Linked DNA regions of Mus musculus: regions 1, 2, 3, 4, 5 and 6 are each linked to region 7. A link is a contact called in public Hi-C, HiChIP or PLAC-seq and promoter capture Hi-C data. All regions are on one chromosome and are shown on one strand. The core of a region is the stretch at or near the end of the contact, and the rest is flanking DNA. Distances in the headings are between cores, read along the strand shown.

Evidence for each region. Promoter capture Hi-C pulls out the DNA fragments that hold promoters and counts their contacts. A called contact is a pair of places that touch in the nucleus more often than the background predicts. HiChIP or PLAC-seq counts read pairs in DNA pulled down with a chosen protein or histone mark.
Region 1: a promoter capture Hi-C map of 3T3-L1-derived adipocytes shows a contact between it and region 7, with 4 times the contacts expected there. The contact joins the enhancer-like site here to the promoter of Casd1 in region 7. A contact is called at or near these places in 4 of 39 promoter capture datasets (the 3T3-L1 cell line, 3T3-L1-derived adipocytes, embryonic stem cells and 1 more), 2 of 115 datasets of contacts at active chromatin or transcription factors (bone marrow-derived macrophages and stem cell-derived neural progenitor cells) and 1 of 9 other capture datasets (embryonic stem cells).
Region 2: a promoter capture Hi-C map of 3T3-L1-derived adipocytes shows a contact between it and region 7, with 6 times the contacts expected there. The contact joins the enhancer-like site here to the promoter of Casd1 in region 7. A contact is called at or near these places in 14 of 39 promoter capture datasets (the 3T3-L1 cell line, 3T3-L1-derived adipocytes, the C10 cell line and 6 more), 6 of 115 datasets of contacts at active chromatin or transcription factors (astrocytes, embryonic basal ganglia, embryonic stem cells and 1 more) and 1 of 9 other capture datasets (embryonic stem cells).
Region 3: an H3K4me3 HiChIP or PLAC-seq map of bone marrow-derived macrophages shows a contact between it and region 7, with 3 times the contacts expected there. The contact joins the enhancer-like site here to the promoter of Casd1 in region 7. A contact is called at or near these places in 14 of 39 promoter capture datasets (the 3T3-L1 cell line, 3T3-L1-derived adipocytes, the C10 cell line and 8 more), 1 of 484 Hi-C or Micro-C datasets (pre-megakaryocyte-erythroid progenitors) and 5 of 115 datasets of contacts at active chromatin or transcription factors (bone marrow-derived macrophages, embryonic stem cells, extraembryonic endoderm stem cells and 1 more).
Region 4: a promoter capture Hi-C map of embryonic stem cells shows a contact between it and region 7, with 2.6 times the contacts expected there. The contact joins the promoter of Calcr here to the promoter of Casd1 in region 7. A contact is called at or near these places in 2 of 39 promoter capture datasets (embryonic stem cells and hippocampal neurons) and 1 of 115 datasets of contacts at active chromatin or transcription factors (forebrain).
Region 5: a Hi-C map of B cells shows a contact between it and region 7, with 7 read pairs. The contact joins the enhancer-like site here to the promoter of Casd1 in region 7. A contact is called at or near these places in 3 of 484 Hi-C or Micro-C datasets (B cells, the Ba/F3 cell line and CD8 T cells), 4 of 115 datasets of contacts at active chromatin or transcription factors (bone marrow-derived macrophages, embryonic stem cells, extraembryonic endoderm stem cells and 1 more) and 1 of 9 other capture datasets (liver).
Region 6: an H3K27ac HiChIP or PLAC-seq map of the NIH/3T3 cell line shows a contact between it and region 7, with 6 times the contacts expected there. The contact joins the enhancer-like site here to the promoter of Casd1 in region 7. A contact is called at or near these places in 8 of 39 promoter capture datasets (the 3T3-L1 cell line, 3T3-L1-derived adipocytes, embryonic stem cells and 3 more) and 1 of 115 datasets of contacts at active chromatin or transcription factors (the NIH/3T3 cell line).

Annotation. Positions count from the first base shown.
Region 1 is chr6:5,441,255-5,444,485 of GRCm38.p6, forward strand. No RefSeq gene overlaps it. Among named protein-coding and RNA genes, the nearest start is that of Asb4, 52 kb to the left of the region's middle. Within about 2 kb of position 1,642, at least 173 of the 459 cell types and tissues checked have an H3K27ac peak or open chromatin away from gene starts, as enhancers often do. A contact at or near this core is called in 3T3-L1-derived adipocytes, embryonic stem cells and liver, where this site is marked.
Region 2 is chr6:5,581,850-5,584,790 of GRCm38.p6, forward strand. No RefSeq gene overlaps it. Among named protein-coding and RNA genes, the nearest start is that of Gm34470, 20 kb to the left of the region's middle. Within about 2 kb of position 1,317, at least 46 of the 459 cell types and tissues checked have an H3K27ac peak or open chromatin away from gene starts, as enhancers often do. A contact at or near this core is called in 3T3-L1-derived adipocytes, where this site is marked.
Region 3 is chr6:5,268,493-5,271,374 of GRCm38.p6, forward strand. It overlaps Pon2 (paraoxonase 2), which reads right to left. Exons shown (of 9, transcript NM_183308.3): 6 at 486-686. Among named protein-coding and RNA genes, the nearest start is that of Pon3, 14 kb to the left of the region's middle. Within about 2 kb of position 1,254, at least 5 of the 459 cell types and tissues checked have an H3K27ac peak or open chromatin away from gene starts, as enhancers often do. A contact at or near this core is called in bone marrow-derived macrophages, where this site is marked.
Region 4 is chr6:3,761,769-3,764,948 of GRCm38.p6, forward strand. It overlaps Calcr (calcitonin receptor), which reads right to left and starts at 1,855. Exons shown (of 16, transcript NM_001377018.1): 1 at 1,823-1,855; 2 at 1,454-1,640. Gm33576 (a long non-coding RNA gene) reads left to right here and starts at 2,031. Exons shown (of 4, transcript XR_377297.1): 1 at 2,031-2,288.
Region 5 is chr6:5,313,830-5,316,622 of GRCm38.p6, forward strand. The region is part of intron 2 of Gm52887 (a long non-coding RNA gene); the gene reads left to right. Among named protein-coding and RNA genes, the nearest start is that of Gm52887, 15 kb to the left of the region's middle. Within about 2 kb of position 1,437, at least 44 of the 459 cell types and tissues checked have an H3K27ac peak or open chromatin away from gene starts, as enhancers often do. A contact at or near this core is called in B cells and pro-B cells, where this site is marked.
Region 6 is chr6:5,507,681-5,510,867 of GRCm38.p6, forward strand. No RefSeq gene overlaps it. Among named protein-coding and RNA genes, the nearest start is that of Pdk4, 13 kb to the left of the region's middle. Within about 2 kb of position 1,856, at least 106 of the 459 cell types and tissues checked have an H3K27ac peak or open chromatin away from gene starts, as enhancers often do. A contact at or near this core is called in 3T3-L1-derived adipocytes, the NIH/3T3 cell line and liver, where this site is marked.
Region 7 is chr6:4,599,281-4,602,267 of GRCm38.p6, forward strand. It overlaps Casd1 (CAS1 domain containing 1), which reads left to right and starts at 1,631. Exons shown (of 18, transcript NM_145398.4): 1 at 1,631-2,021. The coding sequence starts at 1,889.

The sequences.
Region 1 (3,231 bases), core at 392-2,891, 840 kb after region 7:
GAGTTTTAACTTCAGTTTCGCTCAAAGTTAATGATGTCAAATAAATTTGACTTGCTATGATAGTTTATTGTGCTGTCAGCCTTCCTGGGTGAAAAGGCACTTAGAAACTTGGCAAGACAAACTTCTGCGAAGGTCTGTAAAATTCTGTCCAGAGATGACTGCTGTGTGAGGCACCATAGAGCGAGAAGGCCCTCCTCACATGGGAGTGGCACTCTCAAGCAGGCTGGGGCCTCACTGGAACAAAAAGTAGGAGAGAGAAGCCCATTCTCACACAGCAGCGAGGCCTTTCTGAGGGACGATGTTATTTGTTGCTGCCATTGCTAGGGACAGGGGACACTTGATACCAAGTCTTGTGACTGAAGGAATGGTGTGTCGTTTGTCATTGCTGGTTATTTGAAAACGATGAGCATGTGCTCACAGAGGCCTCAGCTAAGTGCTGCTGGCAGAGTCACCATGAAACAGTTCATAAACTGAACCCTTACTTCACGCTTGAGGAGACAAGAACTGCAGAGTTCCACGACTTTTTTTTAAATTTATTTATTTATTATATGTAAGTACACTGTAGCTGTCTTCAGATGCGCCAGAAGAGGGCATCAGATTGTGAACCACCATGTGGTTGCTGGGATTTGAACTCAGGACCTTTGGAAGAGTAGTCAGTGCTCTTAACCGCTGAGCCATCTCTCCAGCCCCAAGTTCCACGACTTTATCAAGATCATGGCGTCATACTGTCGAATGTGCTGATCATGTCTGGAATTCCCACATCTATTGTTTTCCATTTTTTGTCTTTAGTTATTAGTAGCTTGATGAATCAAACACAGGGATCATCATTAATTCTCTTACTTCAGTTTGGGGGGGGGCTATAAATACAGAGATCTAGTGACGCTGACTGAACAGACAATTTGATTTATTTGTACTCCAACCCTACGAATACTACAGTTTTCATCATCTAGATGATGAAACTGTAGCACAGACAAATCATGTCATTGTCCAGTGTCACACAGCTAATTAGAAGTGTAGATAGGATACAAGCTTAATTACAAACAAACAATGTCTGCTCATGTTCTGTGTTGTTACACACACAAACACTCATATACATATGTACAGATACATATGCACATATTTAAACATATACATCTCTCATGTCATAACTAACTGTGGTCCTCTTAAATTTGAGAGGTTTATGGATCAGGAGGGAGAATTCCAGTAGAGCTATGACACAGGAGAAAACTGCACGGCAGGAGAGGGCTTACAGGAAGACTGCAGTCAGTCAGCACAGGGCAAGACCTTGAAAGAAAAATCCACAAGGAGTCACCGGATAACTTGCTAGCGGCATATACTGGGAGGTGGAGAAACGATCAACTTTGAGAAAGAAAGTTCTGGCCCGTCTTGTTTATAAGAACTGGTGTGTGGCAAGGAAATCTGGTCTCTGATTTAGATACCCTACAATACTTAGATTACTGTTTTTAAGGTCAGAATCCAGAAAGAGAAGCTAGGTTGTTTACCACTTTTCTATTCACAGGGAGTGAGCCCTCTGAGGCCCAGCAGGGACCCCTCACGCTAGCTGATTAAGCCTCCTCTACTGGGATTTCACCTTCCAGATAAGGGAGAGTGAGACGCTGAGTCGCTGAGTCATTGTCGCCTACTCGCTGGCTTTGGCGGACTGGTGTTAATCTGTGTTATTTTAGCTCCCACAGGGTGAGTAATGTGGCCAGCCAGAGGAGCTCATGGGGGGAGGGGGGGGCGGCGGGAGGGGAGCAGGGGAGCAGAAACAGGTGCGAGACCATCTCTTTGCAAGTGAGTATTTTTGAATCAGGATTTACTGGAACAGTTAGGCTCCCTTAAACTTTATTTTGGCCTCAATTGAATGAGTGTCACAACCATACCAACAATGTGCCTTGGACACGGTGTTGGGTGGAACTTGCCGATCAAGTCTGAGACCTCCTGACACTCCAGACAAGAAATAATTTGTTACAAGGAACAACTTCATTTGGTGGTTGCACAAGCAAACATGTTTTTAAGTTCTTTAGGCACCCGGCAGGGAACATGTCGTTCTGTCTGGGAAGTAGCCAGAAAAGTATGAGAGAGTTAGAGCAATGCCAAGAACAAACAGCCAGGCTGCTTTCTGCTCAAACAGGGACACTGTGTGGTGCTGGACGGCCTATCCGTCTTTTCTCCTCCCTCCCATACTGTGTACATTGCTCTTCTGCTCTTCTCAATCCTTGGCTCGTTTTAAAATTATTACTAGAGGCCAGTATCACCCCAGGCAAGTGCAATCTTGCTATCCAGCCATATGTCAACAGGTTCTTGCTTCTTTCATGTAGTTTGTGTTTCCGGAACTCATACCATGAAGCTTTAGGGTGGAGCCAGGAGAGATCAGCTGTCACTTCTCCCTCCCTCCCATCCTTGCCACAGATTGAAAATAAAGAGTCTCAGAAGTCAAGCCCCCATTCTCTCTTTGTTCTCGCTATGGCAAAGAAGCTTACGGACCCTTGGAATTCAGCTAGTACCACCGAAGTTAGAGAAAACTTGGCTTTGACTCCAGAGCCTGCACACGCCTCCACCCTTTCCTGAGTCTTCCGCTTTCCCAGTGTATCACCTTGATTCAGCTACAAACCCAAGTTTATCCATGGTGATCCCTTTACAACAGTGCCAGTAAAAAACCAGCACTATTTCTGTTTACTTTAAAAAGAAATATTTGCAAAGTGAGCTTTTTCAGACATTCCTTATGTTTATATGAGGCATAGTTTCTTGTTTCAAAGTTGTTAAACTGACTTTCTAAGTCTCGGTCCCTTTTATTAGTTTTGAGACTTCCGATAACCAAGAAGTATCTATAAGGTGTCAGCCACCGAATTCTAAAAATCCTTATTATTCCCATCCATTCTCGTATTCATCCATCCAACAATCCATCCTTCCGTCTGTCTATCCATCTGCCCATCCATCCATTCACCCACCATATTCTGTGTGCTTAGTGCCTAAGTGTGAATACTACCTTTTATATGGTAGAAGAATAGTGTAAAAAAATCTATTGCAATTATGTGATGAAAATCGACGTATATACATATATACTTACCACTTACCAAATAGCTGAAAATAGAAAAGTTTAGGAGAGAATGACCTTGGTGGTTGTAAAAGATTCAGCAGGGAAAAATGCAAAATTTAAAGAGCCACGCCCAGGTAGGATGCACTCACATCCAGGTAGGAGCCATCACATGGCGAGAGTCCAATGTGGGA
Region 2 (2,941 bases), core at 67-2,566, 980 kb after region 7:
TTTGTTGGGTTTCAATGCATTGATTTTTTTCTGCTACCTATTTTTCTTGGGTTTGAAAGGTACTTAAGAGTCTATTTCAAGTTGCCTGCAGACTTCTTTTCTCGTGTTTCTTAAAACTATTTGTGATTAAATCACCCACATTGTCTTCAAGGCTCTAATGACCTTCTTCCGGCTGTACTCTATTTTTTCTTTACAATATTCTGTTTATCACATCTTTATTTTCCACTACACTGCTTGATTTTGGTTTCCCTGTCAGTTTTTCTGCTTTTCTTTTCTTTTTCTTTTCTTTTTTTTGATCCTCTGTTCAGTCTGGTATTCATTGCCCTATGTACTTGTTCGGCCTCTGGGACTTTCAGGGCATCTTCTAGGTCAAATGTTATGCCAGTCAAAGACAAGTTCCTGAATTTAAAGACATCACAGCCTGAAGTGATGATAGAGTACCCCAAGTTATTAATGATAGCATGTGGCATCATGAGCAAGCGTGGATTAATGCCACTCATATTGTGCAGGCATTGCTATTGAAATGCCAAACATTAGTTATGAGATAAGAGTGGTAGCTTAGATGATAGCATGATGAAAGTTAGCCTTTGAGGAAACCATGTGTAAAAAGAGGACTCTTAGGTTGTATTAAAGAGAGAAGCAGAGGTGCAGAGATGTCTGATAGGATGATGGTTGGTGCTTGATGGACAGCAGTGTTTCTGAAAGTGCCATAAATGGTCTGATGACATTGGGTCCATATTCTTGAAGCCTTAAAATTGAACTCCCACAAAATTGAACTGGATTTTCGGGAAATCATTAAAACTGTCTTGGACCAACACTCCTAGATTCAGTTTGTCTCTCCAGAGGTTTAGAAAGTCTTGCATAGAGAGAAGGGGGTTTCAGCTGTCCTGGTTTGATTGACTTACCCAACAAGACTGAAGATGGCATATAAGGACTTCAGTAGCAGAGGTTGTTTTTGTTGCTGTTATGTTACATGGTGTGTGAGTTTCCTACCACAAAAGTTGTCAGCTCTCTACTGGCATGTCCGGGGCAAAGGAGAGAACCCAGTCTGGCTGAGTCTCTTGGGGCTGAGATTCACCAGGCCAGCTGGGAGTCCTCAAAGCAGGAACTCATTTTATTGTATTAGTCTTTTGTTTATATAGGGTTGAGGAAGAAGGTGGGGATTTTTGCTGAGGTGAGATGGCATAGGGGTCAGGGAAGGGTGACAGAAGGTATGGGGTGAGATGACCAGGGGTGTGGGGTTATCTCATGGGGCCTATAAGAAATGGACACATCAGGGGTAGCTAGACAGAGGCAGGCTTAAGCAGGAAGTGCTGAGTCACTCCAGTACGGAAGTGAACAAGACAGGTCTCTAAACTCAAGCAAAGGCTTAGCCTTCCTCACTAGTACTTGGCCTCAGTTTCTGGCCGAATAAGGCCTAACAAGAAATGAATGTCAACATTTTTATGTGCCTAAAGTTTGGAAATCTCTACCCAAACTCCAAACCCTCAGCTCACATGACCACCTCAGCAGTTAAGCTGCTTTTCTTGACTCTCTGACTGCAAAGCCTCTTCCTCCAACAGCCTTCTCAGCATTCAGAAATGAAATAACATGCTCTAAACCACCAAACATCCAAACCATTCTCAAAAGATGTGGCATAAAAAATGCACTCACTTGGGAAAACAAATGTCTGTGGTTTTGTACTTTCTCTTCCTATTTTGTTTTCTATTCTTTTTTATCAACTAATTTTTAATTTTTTTCATTAATTTATTTATTGATTTTACGTTCCAATTACAGCACCCCCCTCCTTCCGGTCTCCTTTACACAGTCCTATTCCCTTCTCCTCTAGGGTGAGCCCACCTCCACCCCAGGTATTCGTCTACCCTAGCATATCAAGTCACTGCAGGACTAAGCACATTCTCTCACACTGAGTCCAGACAAGGCAGTCCAGCTAGAGGGACAGGATCCATGGGCAGACAACAAATTCAGGGACATTCTCACACCCTTTGCTCCAGTTGTTGGGGGACCTGCATGAAGACCAAGCTGTACATCTGCTACATATGTGTGGGGCTTGGGAAGCTAGGTCCAGCTCAAGCTTGCTTGTTGATTGGTGGTTTAGTTTCTAGGTGTCCCCAAGGGTCCAGGTTATCACCTCACTTTCTAAAGGGATTATTAATGGTTCCATAGTATGCAGTCTTTCTATTTGACACTATAACGCTACTCACCAGCCAGGCACTTGTCATTCAACCGACCAGATTTCCTAGGTTTTTTTGGCAGTTAGCTCTGATTGCACCTTGATTGTGATTGGTGAGAGGCTAGTAGGAGAGTCATGGAGCTTACTAAAGGGACAGTGCTTGATGGTCTTGTTTTCTGTTTCCTTCATCATGGTAGAACATCGATGAGAAAGCTCAAGTTCTAGAAGCTGACGTACCATGGTATGAATTTGAGATATGAACTACTCATAAGGTGGGAATGAGAGAGCAGCCTCTGGTCAATACAATAATGGAATGGCATTCCAGAGCAAGAGACTGTGCCAAGATTTGTTAGACCTGAAGAAGAAATGTTTCTCCTGTTTAAGCAGTACTATTGCAAGCTTTAGTGCCAGAATCCTAAGCAATACTCCATAGTACTCTGCGAATCCCCTTTCATGGCTACTTCCTGGTGACGTTCAAGTTACCCGTGATACTGGTACTCTTCACGGCACACAGCACCATTGGCCACTTCTCCTATTAAAGCACTCCCTCCTCGGGATGTTCATGAAGAGCCCTATAGAATGGCATCAGGAAAGGAAATTCAGGATATCCCACACAGAGGCCAAGCACGGCATCAGTAACTACTTGCAGCCCGTGGCATTGCATGGCCTGACCTTTTATATCCAAAGGTTCTTCTGTCCTTATTTATCCCTTGCATCAGAGTTCTAAGGCTGGGTAACTGAGAAATGCAGGGTCCTGAGCCTCAGTGC
Region 3 (2,882 bases), core at 4-2,503, 670 kb after region 7:
ATTCTATAGAATTCTTACACAAGTATTCAAACAATTGAGATTCACAGTGAAGTAACTGGTATTTTTCCTGTGTGAGTCCAAAGTGTAACCATGATGCTTTAATGGTGTCTTCAAGAATTCTTATTTTAAAGTAGTAACGGGATGTATTGTGGTGGTACACGAGAAGCATGAAATGGTTTTTGGACAGACAATAAATAAGCAAGTTACATAGCCATCAACAGAGAAATGGTTAAGTCAGTTTAGAATCATCCTTATAGAACGACATTAATAATTTTAAATTTTGTATTGAAGGAGGAATTTTAAAACCTGGAATATTTCTTTTTTGTCTTATATTTAAAACATCAAATCATTCGATTATAGTGTTACTTAATATGCAAACTATATTGTTATATATAAAATTAAAATTGGTATAGTAAAACCAAAGGGATTTGGCTTTGGGGGACAATTTATTTAAAAGTAGAGCTACCAAGGGAAGGGCTGTATACTTTTTATCAGGTGAAATATTGATCCCGTTGGCGGAATCGAATCCTTCTGCCACCAGTTTAACTTCTTCTGGACTGTAGTAAACAACATTTGCCCAGTGTAGGTTCAAGTATGTCTCCAAATACTTCAAGAAAGGGTCGGAGAAGTAGTGGTCATTGGTGGCGTAGAAGTGGGTGGGCCCAACAGCTATGATGTCATTCACACTACAAGAGAAAAAAAAAATACCATGGGAGAGGAAATCCAAGCCTATGGTCCCCATGTAGAAGATTAGATGAATGTTCACAAGCTTTCCACAGCAGGGATTTGAAATTTGGGGAAGTTTTCAACCCCCTACCCCAAGAAAAAGGAAGCTATGATGACTCAGAACCAGAGGCAATGTACTATGATGGCAACTGGAAGAGAACAGTTACACACAGTACCACGGAACTAGAGGGCAGAGCCTTTGGCAGGATCCTTTATGGAAGGGAAGAGATCTAGCCAGGTGCAGTGACACACATGTAATTCTATAACATGGGAAGTAGAGGAACTTGAGTTTAAGCTCAACCAGGCTTCACAATGAGGCCTTGTCTCGATAAATAAATAAGTTAATGAATAAATAAATTTATATTTAATTTTTTCTTTATTAATACCTTTTTTTTTTTTTGGCTCAGGGTCTCCTATAGGGTAGGGTAGGCTGGCTCTCCTGGCCACTCTACCACCCAAGTCCTGGTGTTCCTTGTGTGTGCCATCATGCCCAGCTAAATGCATGATTTCTGACACCGCATTCTGGGCTTCAACAGCTACCTATAAAGAGGGAGCTGTTGGCCTAGGCCTGACTGTCATTAGGCTGTCAGTCACATCTATCCCTACCTCATTTATTCTGCAGCTGGACTTTCCTGAGGCCCCTTGCTTAGTCATTAGTCAAACGAAGGTTGACTGTTCAATTTCTACCTGCCTCACAAAGCTGCCAAGCTGGGAACGAACAAGCATCCAATAAACACTCGCAGAGAGACAGATGATGAAATGGTCAGAGACCAGCGCTCCAAGTGAGAGGCTGATATGCTAAAAACAATTACCGTTTCTTGCCGGTTATGCAAAGGTGTTATTAAATTGAAATTTCAATTATCTTATGCAAAAATTTCTGAAAGAGATGCTTTCTTCTCTGTCAAATGAAAAAATCCAGAGCTACAAGGGAGGCATTTTCTTTCTCTTTCTTTCTTTCTTTTTTTTTTTTTTCTGAAAAAGCTCCCAATTTAGAAACTGCCTGATTGGTATTCATGCTCCTATTTATTATGAAGTGCATTTGGGGAAAGAATGATTGGACATTACATGCTTATAACCTAGATAGGGAAGTAAAGATTAAAAAATATCTATCAAGTTCAAGCAGGAGGATAGTGCAAGCTGGGCTGCGGGGGGGTGGGGTGGGGGGGGGTGGATCCGTGAGTTTCCAGTGGTTATAGACTCCCTAGTCTTGCTATTTTTCTAGTAGCAGTCCCCTTCCAATGAGGATGCTCAATTCTGCAGGGATACTGACCCCCAGCTATCATGCGTGTGCTTTGTATAAAGCATGTAAGCTTCCCAGAAGACAAGCTGCTCCTCCGAGAAAGGCCAGTATTTGACTGCTAAGTTATCTGAGATGAGGGTGACAGCCATGAAAAAATTGTAGGGTTTATCAAACCGGGCCTGGGGAGTGTTACCCTGAAGTCTGGCGTTTCATCATTTCTCAAGAAAGTTTGCTCAGGACACTAATCATTATAAAGAGTGGCATCATTCTGGTCTACAGGGAAACCACACACACACACACACACACACACACACGCGCGCGCGCGCGAGAGAGAGAGAGAGAGAGAGAGAGAGAGAGAGAATGTTGAGTGTCCTTTATCAAAAAATCCTTAGGAGATTAGAAGTGTTTTTGGTGTTTGCAAAAACAATGAGATCTCTCGTGTAGATGAGGCTCAAATATAAACATAACATTCCTTTACATATCACATACATCTTGATTCTTACAAAATTAGTACTGCCTGTATACCATGGTGTGTGACCATCCACTGGTGCACATTCAGCCTATTAGAGACTATCCCCTGAAGTAAAACTACACTTCCACGTCCATCAGTGACCAACTGCCAACAGATTCTCAGCAAGGTGTGGGGTATCTTGAATCCCTTCCTATCCAGGCTGCAATGTTGACCTGTTTGACATTGTGCATATCTTGCACAGAGAGCCACACAAGTTTTAGTTAAAAAGGAAAAAAAAAATGTCATTATATAGAATTTTTACCTGTGGCAGCATGGCTTAAAAAGACTCAAATTACAGAGCATTCTAGACTTTATACATCACACACACACACACACACACACACACACACACACGCACACACGCACACATGCACATCTACATATGCACATAGAAATGCCAGAGAT
Region 4 (3,180 bases), core at 605-3,104, 840 kb before region 7:
GGTAACATTTGAAATGTAAATGAAGAAAATATCTAATAAAAATAAATAAATAGAAGCATTCCCACTTTGTCCTTAACAGCAAGTCAGCAAGCTTGACTATATAAAATATTTGTCTTTTATCATCATTTCAGACAGTGATACTTGGAGACTGGGCTATTTAATATTGGTTTCAGTACCTACATGGTTAACCTATAGTTCATTTTAAACCATTTTTTTTCTCAGATACCCATGAATTTCAATAAATATCAGTGGACAGGCTCATTCAGAGTCATTTCCAACACAATGGTGGCCATGGCCACCTAAGAATCATGTTTCCTTTTTCTGATTTACAATATATTATAGATGAAGTATATAGATTTACAATAGGTCATAGATTAACATACTATTAGATTAAAGGTATCATCAAGAACTCTTAGGTAGATTCCAGAGGCAAAGCTTGCAGAATAGGCGGCCATTCTAAGTGCACTTTTTTGATTTTTGACTTTGCACCATTTTAGACCTCAAGGTAAGTGACCTCTTGACCTCTTAATTAATTAATTAATTGACCCCTAATTTACTTTATCCACCCTGTCTTAGAAAGAGCAGTAAAACAAAGGAGGCTTATTAGGAAACTATGTAAACAACAGATTTTTCTTAATAGGTGTGAAGAATGGTTGCTATGCATAAATGATTGTTGGAAATTCTGTGTAGAACATGACCAAACAAGCAACAGCATTCACCACTGTATTCCAAGACCCAGCACAACGCTGCCTAGATGCCCACATTCTTTAATTGATACCTATTAAACATCTATTAGGAAAAGCCACGACCTTAAGCCTAGAAATTGCTATACTCAGCAGTACAGGAGGCTAAAACTTTTGAGAGAAAATTCATATGAGTAATATCATAAAACACCCACAGAACCAGAGAGCTCCACAACACAAAGGTATAAACTATCACATCTTCCAATGACACTTTTTTTTCTTAAGCCATGGTAAAATGAAGCAACCGAGACTAAGCCGACCCTACAAGAACACCTCTAAACATCACAGTCAAACTACAATTTTGCAATAAAAAAAATCCACAAAGTATCAGCCAGTCAAACTACAATTTTGCAATAAAAAATTCACAAAGTATCAACCAGTCAAATTACAATTTTGCAATTAAAAAAACCCACAATGTATCAACCAGTCAAACTACAATTTTGCAATAAAAAAAATCCACAAAGTATCAGCCAGTCAAACTACAATTTTGCAATAAAAAATTCACAAAGTATCAACCAGTCAAGTCACAATTTTGCAATTAAAAAAATCCACAATGTATCAACCAGTCAAACTACAATTTTGCAATATAAAAAAAAATCCACAAAGTATCATTCTCACTATCATCTTTCCTGGGACACTCCACATCTTTAATTCCAATCATTCCCTCCAAAAAAGAAAAAAGAAAGGGGGAAAAAACCCCTTCTTCTTACCAGGAATTCTCTTGCTGGATGTCTGGGCACAGCTCAGGTGTTCTCAGGAACGCAGACTTCACTGGGCATCTGCAGGCAGGGGATGCCAACGGCAGGGTGAGGCGCAGAAGTAAGCACCTCTCCAACCAAGAGTTGTCTGCAAGCCAGCCAGGTGCAGTCCGCCCAGAGTCTTGGGCGGCTGGCTCTCCTAGTTTAAAGTGAGAGCAAACTGAATTAGTCCTAAGCACTCCTTCTTGTCCACCTTCCAATTTCCAGACCTTTAAGCCTCCTTTATGGGGTAGGTTTAAAGCCCAAGACTGCAAAGCAAAATAGGCTCCAGGCAAGGTCCTTTTCCCGGTTGCTCTGCTCCCCAAAGCGCGGGAGCCTCACCTTAGCAGTGCCTGCCGCTGCTCGCTCCGAGATGAAGCTGTGCGCAAACTTCTCCGACTTAAGTCCTTTTCGGTGCGCGCGTCACCCGCTCCCTCCTCCCTACGCGCTGCGGCCAAGGGGGGTGGTGGGGGGAGCGGACGATCTCAGAGCCGGCCCCGCCCGGACCCTCCCTGCGCGTCAGCCCCTTCAGCCCTCGGAGGGAGGGGCTAGCAGCCGCTCCGTGCTCCTCCGGACCCCAAGCCCCAGCGGGAGAGGGTCTGCACTCGCTGCCGCTGCTCCACACCCCAAGAGTCCCCACACCCCAGCGCTCGGAGCTCCAGGAAGCGGGAGAGGGTCCCCAGTTAGACCTTGAGTAGGGAGGGAGTTGGGTGGTCGACAGATTGGGCTCAGTGATCGTAACCCGTCCCTGGAGGCAGCTTTCTGAGAGTCCAACCCCTTCCCTGGAGGATGAAAATTCCGTAGGGAGGTGAGTTTCCCAAAGAACCCTACCCCAAAGAGAGTGGTCCCTGGCTCCAAACGTGGTCACTCAGGTGACCGCACCAGGGACCCGATGGAGAGTGGAATCTGTAGTGGGGCGCGGCAGTAAAATTAGGGTGGGAGCGTGAGAAAACAGCTGACCAAGACCTGGAGTGCTGAGTAAGGACCCCGGAGGCAGAGGGTAAGAAAAACCAGAGGGTCCAGCAAGCCCTGGACCCCTTTGGATTTGGGCAGGTGCAACCTAAGGTGCAGGTTGGATTTGGGGGGACATTGCCCTCCACAAAAGAGGTTGTTGCTGGTTTATTATCTTAGGGTGAATGACCGAAGTGAGCACAGCTAGAAAAGAGTAGTCTGAGGTACCTACCTGACTTGGTGTTGAGGACAATTCCCCTTCTCCACTGAAAGCCAGCAGGAGCCCGGGACAATCTGATTCCAGGCGGGCGCAGTCTGGGCTGGCAGGCGCACCCTGGGAGGAAAGCAAGTTGCTTCCAAGGACGGGCTATCCTCCACCTCCTATCCGGAGCTGGGTGCAGCCAGGCATCAGCGGGCACTTCTTTTCCTGACTGTTCAAGCAAAAGCCAGGAAAAGCAGTTACCTGTGTATCCCGGGAATGCAAAGTGGCTGTAGCCCTCGAGGTGACTAACACACCAGAAAAAAAAAGTAGTAATAATAGAATGGGGAAGCGTCAGAGAGCAAGACAAAATACTTTCCTAGGCACTCAGAGGTTGAGTTTGGGTAGTTCTGGGTGACAGATTCAGGTGTCTTGTGAAAGGGGCTGCAGTTCTCCTTGTTCATCCATCCTTGGATCCCTTGCCCCTGAAGTCAGTGACTTCAGGCAAAGGTGTATGTGCTTCTGTCCTAATTTGAACCCCTACTCGACT
Region 5 (2,793 bases), core at 187-2,686, 710 kb after region 7:
GGTTCAAGGTCTCTGGCTTCTGCTACACTCTCAATATTGGATCTTCACCAGGACTCTTCTTGGATATCCTGTTGTTGACTTGTGTCATGCAGATCCTGTAGCTTTGGTTCTGGAGGAGTGGCCCCTTTACCTGCTCCAGCAGTTCAGAGATGGGGTAGATGTGGGGGTGGGCCAGCACCAAGTCTTGAATCTGGGCCTGGGTAGTAGCTGAGATGCTCAGCCTAACAGCTGTCCCACACCCACACCATCTGAGCCAGGTCTCCAGTACTTCTCAGAAGAGGAACAAGGCTGTCTCTTCTACTCCCACATCACCAGGGCCACCTCTACTGTGCAGCCCAGGCAAGCTGTGGGCCACTCTCCCAGTGAGGGGCAGGGCTATGGCCCCAGGAGTCAGTCCAGACCAGGAATGTCTGCATGGTCTTAGGTGGTAACATGGGCCATGGACATCGACACAGTTACCTGCTGCTGCAGGACCATGGCAGACATGGCCGTCAGTATCAGCACAGGGAAGGACCTCACCATGGCCCCCAGTGGCACTGAAGTCTACTCATATCAGCTTGTTCATCACTACCCTCAAGTCTCTGGTTCCTCCTCTCTTCATTGCACACACACTGTTCTGCCTCTCTCTCTCTCTCTCTCTCTCTCTCTCTCTCTCTCTCTCACTTACTTGCTCATCTTAGTAGCACCCGGAGCTTCTGGATGTTTTCCAAATGGTGTCACGTAGACGTCATCTCTGGAGTGCTCTGCCCCTGCATCTCACTTAAACTTCTTAATTAAATTTATTATTGCTGCTGCTGCTACTACTACTGCCACTGCTACTATATGTGTGTAAGATATGCGCTTGCATGGCAGTGTGTACTTGTACAGGTTTAACGACAGCTTTACCATATGTGAATCCTAGGTTCTAGTTCTTATATATGTGCATTTATTTAGGAGTGAGTGTGTTTAGAGGCCAGAAAACCAAAAAGAGGCCATGAAGGGAGAGGAAGGAGGTTTGTGGTAGGGGGTGGAATATATAAGAGGACACGTGTGATATTAAAATTGAGATGGTAATACTGGGGAGTAAAAAGTTGTTAGTGAAAAAAAAAAAAAAGAAAGATGTTAGTGGGATTGGGTGGGGGAAGGAGTGGCTTGGGGAAAGGGCCAACCAGCACTACTGGTATATGAGAAAGCTGTAAGTAAACCTGCTATTTTGTAAGCTAAATGTACTTGTTATAATAGTTTGTATGAAAATATGGTGTATGGAAGAAAAAAACCACTCCCAGAAGACAGTAAAAACAAGAGCACTAAAGGTGAACTTCCTCTTTGTGCAATGTTATCAGAGAGCCTCTTAAGGTCTCTAAAACAATGCAGGCTGTTGCCACAGCTAGTGGTTGCTAATAAGGCTTAGATAGTTTGGCCTGAACAGTAAAGATTTCACATGTGTTGACTTCAGGACACAAGAAGATAAGAAGTAGGGCCTAAGCTGGATAGCTTTCATAGTGCCAGAAGATATGGGCAGTAGGTAGGAGGGAGGAAAAAAAGTCACTAATAACAACAGGACACAGCTGTAGACTCTGTGTTCTGCACTACTGAGCTGCCAGCCAAGATGTGCCCACTGCTGCAATAGTAGCACGACTGTTACAGAGTTAACTGGTGGCTTAAATGATGTGTTCCTCCACAGCCTCATTTATGTGTCCCTTTGTGGGTGACACTGTTTGAGGAGGTAATAGAAACTACAGTATATGCGCGCCTGCTGGAGGAAGCATGCCACTATGGGAGGACTTTGATAGCACTCTCCCACTTGTTTGCTTTCTGCTTCCTTATGTGGTTGAGATGAGATTTCTCAGTTTTTTACACCTGAGAAAACATTACATGGTAATGGCTTTACCACCTGCCTTCTGACTGGATTTGAGGCCCACTCTGTAGTGGAACTTTAATCCAGCAGCATGGCTGCTATGGCAAGGGTTCCCATCCAAAGACCTACACCTGTGTGATCTGGCTAGATTGTAGACACACCACACACCATTAATCTCTCTGGCTGGAAAAGAGACACTCTTTTAGTACACACCTGTAATCTCTCAGAATGGAAGTAAAGTTAATTTGTAGAAGTAAACAACCATGTTTGAAAATGGTGTCTAATTGAGAGACAAAGTAACAAAGCAAAGAAAGATTTGATGGAATGAGTCAGATATAGGATACACCCAACTCTCATGACTGGAAAGGAAGGCTACTTAAGAGAGTAGAATAGAGAGAGACAGAGAGAAGGAGAGAAGAGGCAGTTAAACATGGACAGTTTTACAGAGAGGTTGCAGGTAAAGACAGAATGAACCAGAGAACGAAGCCTGAAGATTAGAACAGATTGCCAGAGTTAGTTTGAGGCTAAGCACAGCTACTCAGTGTGAAGCCGAGAGGAGCAAGATTGAATCAGTCAGCTTGGAGAGGAGTTTGAGCCAGAACAGCTAAGTTGAGCCAGCCAGCCAGAATTCAGAAAAAGCTAGACATATTTATTCAGGGTCAATTTATTCATCAGTAAGCCTTCAAGAGGATAATTACATGTGACAAATTCAAGTTACTTTTACACTGCTCAATAGGAAGAAATGCGTGCTTGGAACTCAGAAGCACTAGAGGGGTAGCCTGTATTATTGTTTTGTTAAATGGCTGTGTTGTGCCATTAAACTGTCTTGTGAATGGTTAAATCCACAGACTATTGCTGCAATCAGCCTTGGTGAGAGATTTATTTATTTATTTATTTATTTATCTATTTATTTTGGAGTGTGTGGGTACATGTTCTGGCCTCGCCTCAGGTCAAGG
Region 6 (3,187 bases), core at 606-3,105, 910 kb after region 7:
AATGGGCTAGCATCTCTCTTGTCTTCTTTTCAATCCCCTTGCCATGAAGCACGAGCTAGGTCCCAAGGAGCTGGTGTCCTGCTCTGCTCTCCATTTTCACTTGGACCCAGTGTCTTCTGAGAGCTGCTGCTGGGGTACGGCAAGCTGAAATTCCACAACCTTCCAAGGCTTCTGCCTTTCCTCTGCTTACTGACCATTGCCTACGTTTCCTAAGATCATCACCAAACAAGGTATTCTTCTGTGTAGTCCTGGCACTCACGGAATCCATGTAGAAGTCTCTTACTTAGAAAACTCCAGTGCTTGTCCTAGCCTGCCCTTGGTTCATGTGCTGTGACAGCCTTTGGTAACCTTTCTGACTTTCCACACAGTCAAGCACTCACAGCCAAGTCCTGGGTCATCTGGAAGACACGCATATTCTCTAGAGGAAATCGTTTTGTGGCTGTTTTTATTTTCTCTAACTCAGAGTAGTGTTAAGACAGAAGTTATGTCAACATTACCCTGAGTAAGTCACTTCTTGACGGTCAAAGGACAGAGGCCCAAATGTTACCCGTAAACTGAAAATACTATTTAAATCAAACGTATGGTTTAAAATTGGAAGTTATTCCTTCCCCATACCACTGGGTCTGCTTCACAAGAAGGTAGATTGTTACCTCTCTTTCTGTTTGGTCTAACTTGCCTTGCTGCTCAGCCCTCCAGGCGTGGTGGAGTCAGTGGCCAGCTTGGAGAGGCTCCATGCTTCTGTCTCCTGGTCTAAGGGTCCACCTGGGCTATGAGCAGCAGCATCTGGCCTGACTCCTTTAATGATACAGAAGGACAGTCCTTAGCATGACTATAGGAGGCAAAAAATTAGAATCCATGTATTATCCTACTCTCCTCACTTGCAAAAGAGGGCAGAGAGAGCTAGCAGGAAGCATGGATGTGCTAACCCTCAGTTTGAATAGAAACCTCTGCCTCACTTGCCTGGGGTTCATAAGTTCTACTTAGAAAAAAAAAAGTAAATGTTAAAAAAAACTTTTACATTAGTCTTTTTGATATCTGATTATTAAGAATGTCTGTTTACTTAACAAAGAAAACAGGCAACAGTGTTAACTGAGTTTGAAATACACCAGTTACTGTCTACTCTGTAATTTTGTGTTTTGAGGGTACTGATGTTTTCTTACATGTAAAGACTGGGTCAGATTTGTCTGAGATAAACTAGAATATCTTTGTAACCATCCTGGCAAGACTGAAAATATTCTAGAGACACTGGTCCCCTCCTTTTGACTCTCAGACGATTGAAACCATGATCCCCAAGGAATTGGGATTTCTGCTGGAATCGGTTGGGACAAAAAAGAAGCTGAACTCCAGTGCCAGCCATAGGGATATATCTCCCAGAAAGAGATTTCGCACAGTTCTGAAGAGGTTTTTGGACCACCTGGCAGGCAAGACAGGGGCTGGCTCAAAATGAGGACCCACCCAAACTTGATTATGCTCTTATTTCTGTTTATACCCAGAGATAGACTTGGGAGGGGGTACTAGACTGCTTGACAATGTGGGCAATGGAATACGTCTTCCTCTGTTTTTCTTGTCTCTGTAATTACCCTGTTGAGGATTGTGGAGGAGCCTGGTTTGTTAGGGCTTCCAGGGCCCAGGCTCTGACCCTAACAACTCTTCTAACATCTTCAATTTTAATATCACCACACAGACATACAGTTCTTTCCTCTGCTCTAAAAATAAATTAGAGGAGCCGAAGTGCTGAGTTCAGAAAACATGTTTATAATCTTGAGTGACAAATAGGGTCTGGCTGGATTTCAACAGCCAGTGCTGGGGCCAAAGAGGACCCAGGCAGAGTACGAAAGGTCGGGGCTCTCCTGTTGCATCCTTTCTTCTGCCCTTCACACACTGGGCAGCACTATCTTGTATTTTAATGTCCAGACTCCTGAATGCATGCTGATTCGAGCATTCTTTACTTTAACAACGTGCTATTTCAAGCACAGGGATTATTTTACTTTGCCAGGGCAGCAGTAACTTGTTTCTTGTTTGAAAATAAAGGGACTTCCTGTCCCCACAGTTTTATCTGGGTTGTTTGAGAAGAAGAAAAAAAAAAAAAAGCTCGTCTTACAGAAGCCAGGCAGGTACCACCTTGCTTTCCCAAGGCAGATGAAGTAGGTGAAAGGTTAGTCGCACACCCACTCCAACAGCCCAGCCGGAACTGCCTGGCAGCTCAGTCAACATGGGGAAGTTTAGTAGGTGAAGGGTCACTCTTGTGCAGTAATAACCTTCCATGCATCAACGCCCAGGCATCTAGTTTCTGTTCGTGGAAATAGAGTTCTCTGGGGGAAAGGTTACACCAACCCTAGAATAGCCCATGACTATTCCAACAGCATCCAAGTAGGAGTCTAATGTGCCTTTTCTAAATTCTGTTGCCCAAGTGGAAAAACAGGTTGTGAAGTGCAGTAGGGGCCACCCAGTACTGACTGAGAGGAACTGAATGTCTTGCAGGCTCATATATTTATACTAGATAAATAGAATACATAACAGAAAGGGGAGAGATTCTTTTAAAAAATCTATTACTATAAAAAGAACCTGTGAGTTTTCTTACTACTAGTTCTAGACTAGAGCAGTAGCCCATCTTCAGGCCAGGCTACTAAAGACACTTCAAAACATGCTATAAACTCCCGACTTAGCAAACACTATAGCCCGTGTTCCACATTGTGAGCTGTATGGAGCAAGTGGGCCATGGTGTCTGTTTTCTAGGTCATGTATGGTGGGAAAATAAACAAGAGCAAAGTGGGAAATCATGCCTGTGATGCTGAGATTCTTAAAATTAATACTTTTCTTGCAGCTCTATGTAGACTGGTATAAAATCTCTATTCAAGAAACTAGAACAAAAGCTGTGGCCTCGAGCCCCCTCCCTTGCTTCTTGCCCTAAGACTCTGGCTATGCCGGGCGTGGTGGTGCACACTTTTAATCCCAGCACTCAGGAGGTAGAAGCAGGCAGATTTCTGAGTTCGAGCCCAGCCTGGCCTACAAAGTGAGTTCCAGGACAGCCTGTCTCGAAAAACCACAAAAAAACACACACACAAAAAAAGAGTTTGGCTATTAGATTTTTGCTTGTTTGTTTGTTGTTCACTTTGTTGTTGTTTTAATAGGCTCTAGATTTTATAGGGCAGGGAGGACTGTGTTTGGGAGGCTACCATGGCATAGT
Region 7 (2,987 bases), core at 381-2,880:
CTCCTTCTAAAAGAAACAAAGAAGCAAATAACTTGGAACACAGAATCTAGTGGTGGTTTTAATTAAAAAGGGACATTTATCAGTGGAAAGGCATCAGCTAAGAGAGGGACCATTTATAGATGCCACAGGAAAGGGCCATCTTATGTGGAGATATCTACCAGGAAAAGCAGAAATAGGTAGAGGGGTTAACTTTAACACAGAGGAAAGGACAAAGGGGTTCCCAGATTTTCCCAGTATCTCAGAAAGCCTTCTGGGAAGCACAACTAAGTACAACGTCAGGTTTCTTTATTTTTGGCTAGCATTAGGCCAACCCTGGGGGTTAGCTCTGGTTATTGAAGGTGGATCAGAAATTCTAATTTGGTGTTGATGACATCATAGTATGTGTCTAGGATGTGATTGGCAGGCCACATATTGTTAGCCCAGTTATCTGGTTGTTGTCGTATCTGATTCAATTCTGCCAGCATGTGATCAGCCTCAGATCAGAAGAAAGAGCCAAAATTAAGCGACCACTTGCAGGGAACAGTGCCTAAGTGTTTGTACACTTATTTAACTTTATTGCTTATTAGCATTATATCTATGACAGTGATGTATGTGATTTCATTTAAGCGACAAGAATCTTTCATCATCATATGATGATTGTGGCTGGAAACATAATTTTAAAAATCCTTCAGTGGAGAGGATGGGAGTGACTCGACAGGATCTCTAAGTCCCTTTTCTCTAACATTCGAGAATGTTGAGAAGGGTCTGGAAGCACAAGGTTGGGGTTGGCTAAAAGTTGTAAAGAAGACTTGCCAACACCTCCAACTCAACAATGACTTACTTGTTCTAACCACAACATGCAAATAGCCATTCTTGTCTACAAGGCAACTCAAGACCAAGGGTATGAATAAGAATGCTTTTCAAAGGACACACAGAGTGCTGGGTCTATTGATAATCACAAAACATTAACCAAGTTTAAGGATTGCCACAGGCAACCAATCTGCTACCCTGGCCAACCTTAGTGTCAACAAAGATATTGTGTAAACATAAAGGAGAAAGGGGCTCTTATACTGACATCCACACCAACTTAGACACACTGTACAGGATGCATCTACACCCACTGCAACTGGACAAACAGCACATTGGGCAGTTGAGTATTAAACGGTGAACATGGGCCTTACACTTGAGTTGGGTGTTCGGATTTACAGCCACCCCAACACCTGGCCAGCATCTTAGGTGCAGAGGAACTTGCCAGACAGGTCGTGGGTGGCCTGCCGTTAAGGCCCCACGACCGTGGGAGAGCAGAGAGTAGAAAGTCCAGAAAGGGTGTGATGGGGGAAGCAGGGAGTGTACTTTTTTTTCCCGGAACAGTAGTTCTATTGCCCTAACCTGGGCTCAGGTAGCTGCCAGTCCACTTGGGCATAGCCCCGGAGCTGACATCTGGGCCGGGCTGCAGGCCCTGGCCCTCTGCCCCCCCAACACCCATACAGTCACCATGCCTGTGCAGCCGTCGCCGCCCGCTGCCGCCAGTGACCCGGTGACCCCGGAGGCCCGTCTGGGCCCGGTGACCCCGGAGCCCCGGGCATCCGGACCCCCGTCACAGGCGCAGCCGCTATTAAGGCAGGAGGCTACCAGGGAGGAGGAAGGGGAGGAGACAGGCGGCCAGGGCGCCTGGGGCACCGGCACGGCTGAGCAACGGCGGCGGGGTTGGGGGGAGGCCGACGAGGGCACGGGGAAGGCCGGCGGCACGGAGGCCGCAGGCTCGGACCCCTCGGCCCGCGGTTCGGGCGACGGGCAAGGGAGCTGGCGGCCGCTTCTCGGCTGGCTACGGCGCCCGCCGCCCCAGTGCTGCCCCTGCGCGGCGCCCCTTCCCCGCTCCGCCGCGCACTGTTGTCATGGAGGAACCAAGATGGCGGCTCTGGCCTACAACCTGGGCAAGCGGGAGATCAACCACTACTTCAGCGTGAGGAGCGCCAAGGTGCTGGCGCTGGTGGCCGTGCTGCTGCTCGCAGCGTGCCACCTCGCGTCCCGCCGCTACCGAGGTGAGCCGGCCCTCCCCCCGGCCCGGGCCGGCTCGGCCCGGGGGGAGGCGGCGCCGCGGCCCCGAGCGCGGGAGGCCGCCCCCCGCCGCAGCACGCCCACGCGCCGGCGGCCTCCCGCGGCCCCGCGGCGCCCCACGTGCCCGGGCCGACCCCTGCGGGCCCCTGCCCCCAGCCTCCCGCTCTCGGGGCCACCTCCTGCTGGAGCGGGGCTCCGGAGGCGCGCCCGGCCCCGCGCCCCGGTGCAGGAGGTCGAACCAGGGGCCCCCGGGGGCAGCCCTGGCGGCACCGCCTCCCGGATGCTGGGGTCGCACACGGTGCGCCCGTGGGGTCTGCCTCCTGCCCTGCCACTTCAGGGCCCAACGGTTGGACAGCGGCTTGGGCCGCCCTGCTTACTTTTGCCAAAAGGGCCAGTGTGGCTAAAGATGCCCATGGCCCACCTCCCTCCCGTGGAGGAGGTGCCACCAGCCTTTCAAACACTTTTCAAGAGTTTGGGTTGCACAGTTTTTGTTTTTGTTTTTACAAATAAAGACACTGAGGCAGGATTTTGGTTTTTGTTTGTTTCTTAAAGGAGTTAAGGAGTTGACCGGACTAGACGTGAGCGGGCGAAGCAAATAGTTAAGCCTTTTGAAAGCTGGCCTTCAATATGGGTTTACATACTGGTGGAAAGCTGGAAAGGAACCAATGAACTCTTCTCAGAAGGAATTATCCTTCAGTTGTCAAGGGATATTTGCTTGTTTTTTTGATTGATTTTTTTTCCCCTTTCCTTACGATAAATGCCACCAGGACAGTCACTGACAGTAGGAGGGAAATTATAATGATAGGATCTTTTGGTTTTGACCTTTGGTATCCTAAAAGTCATTATATGGACAGCTCTTGGTGACTGTGAGATAATTAGACAAATGTGACAGCCACGTGCACATTAGCGCTGGGCCCATTTATACTGTACAGCCCAGTCACGAGAGTACT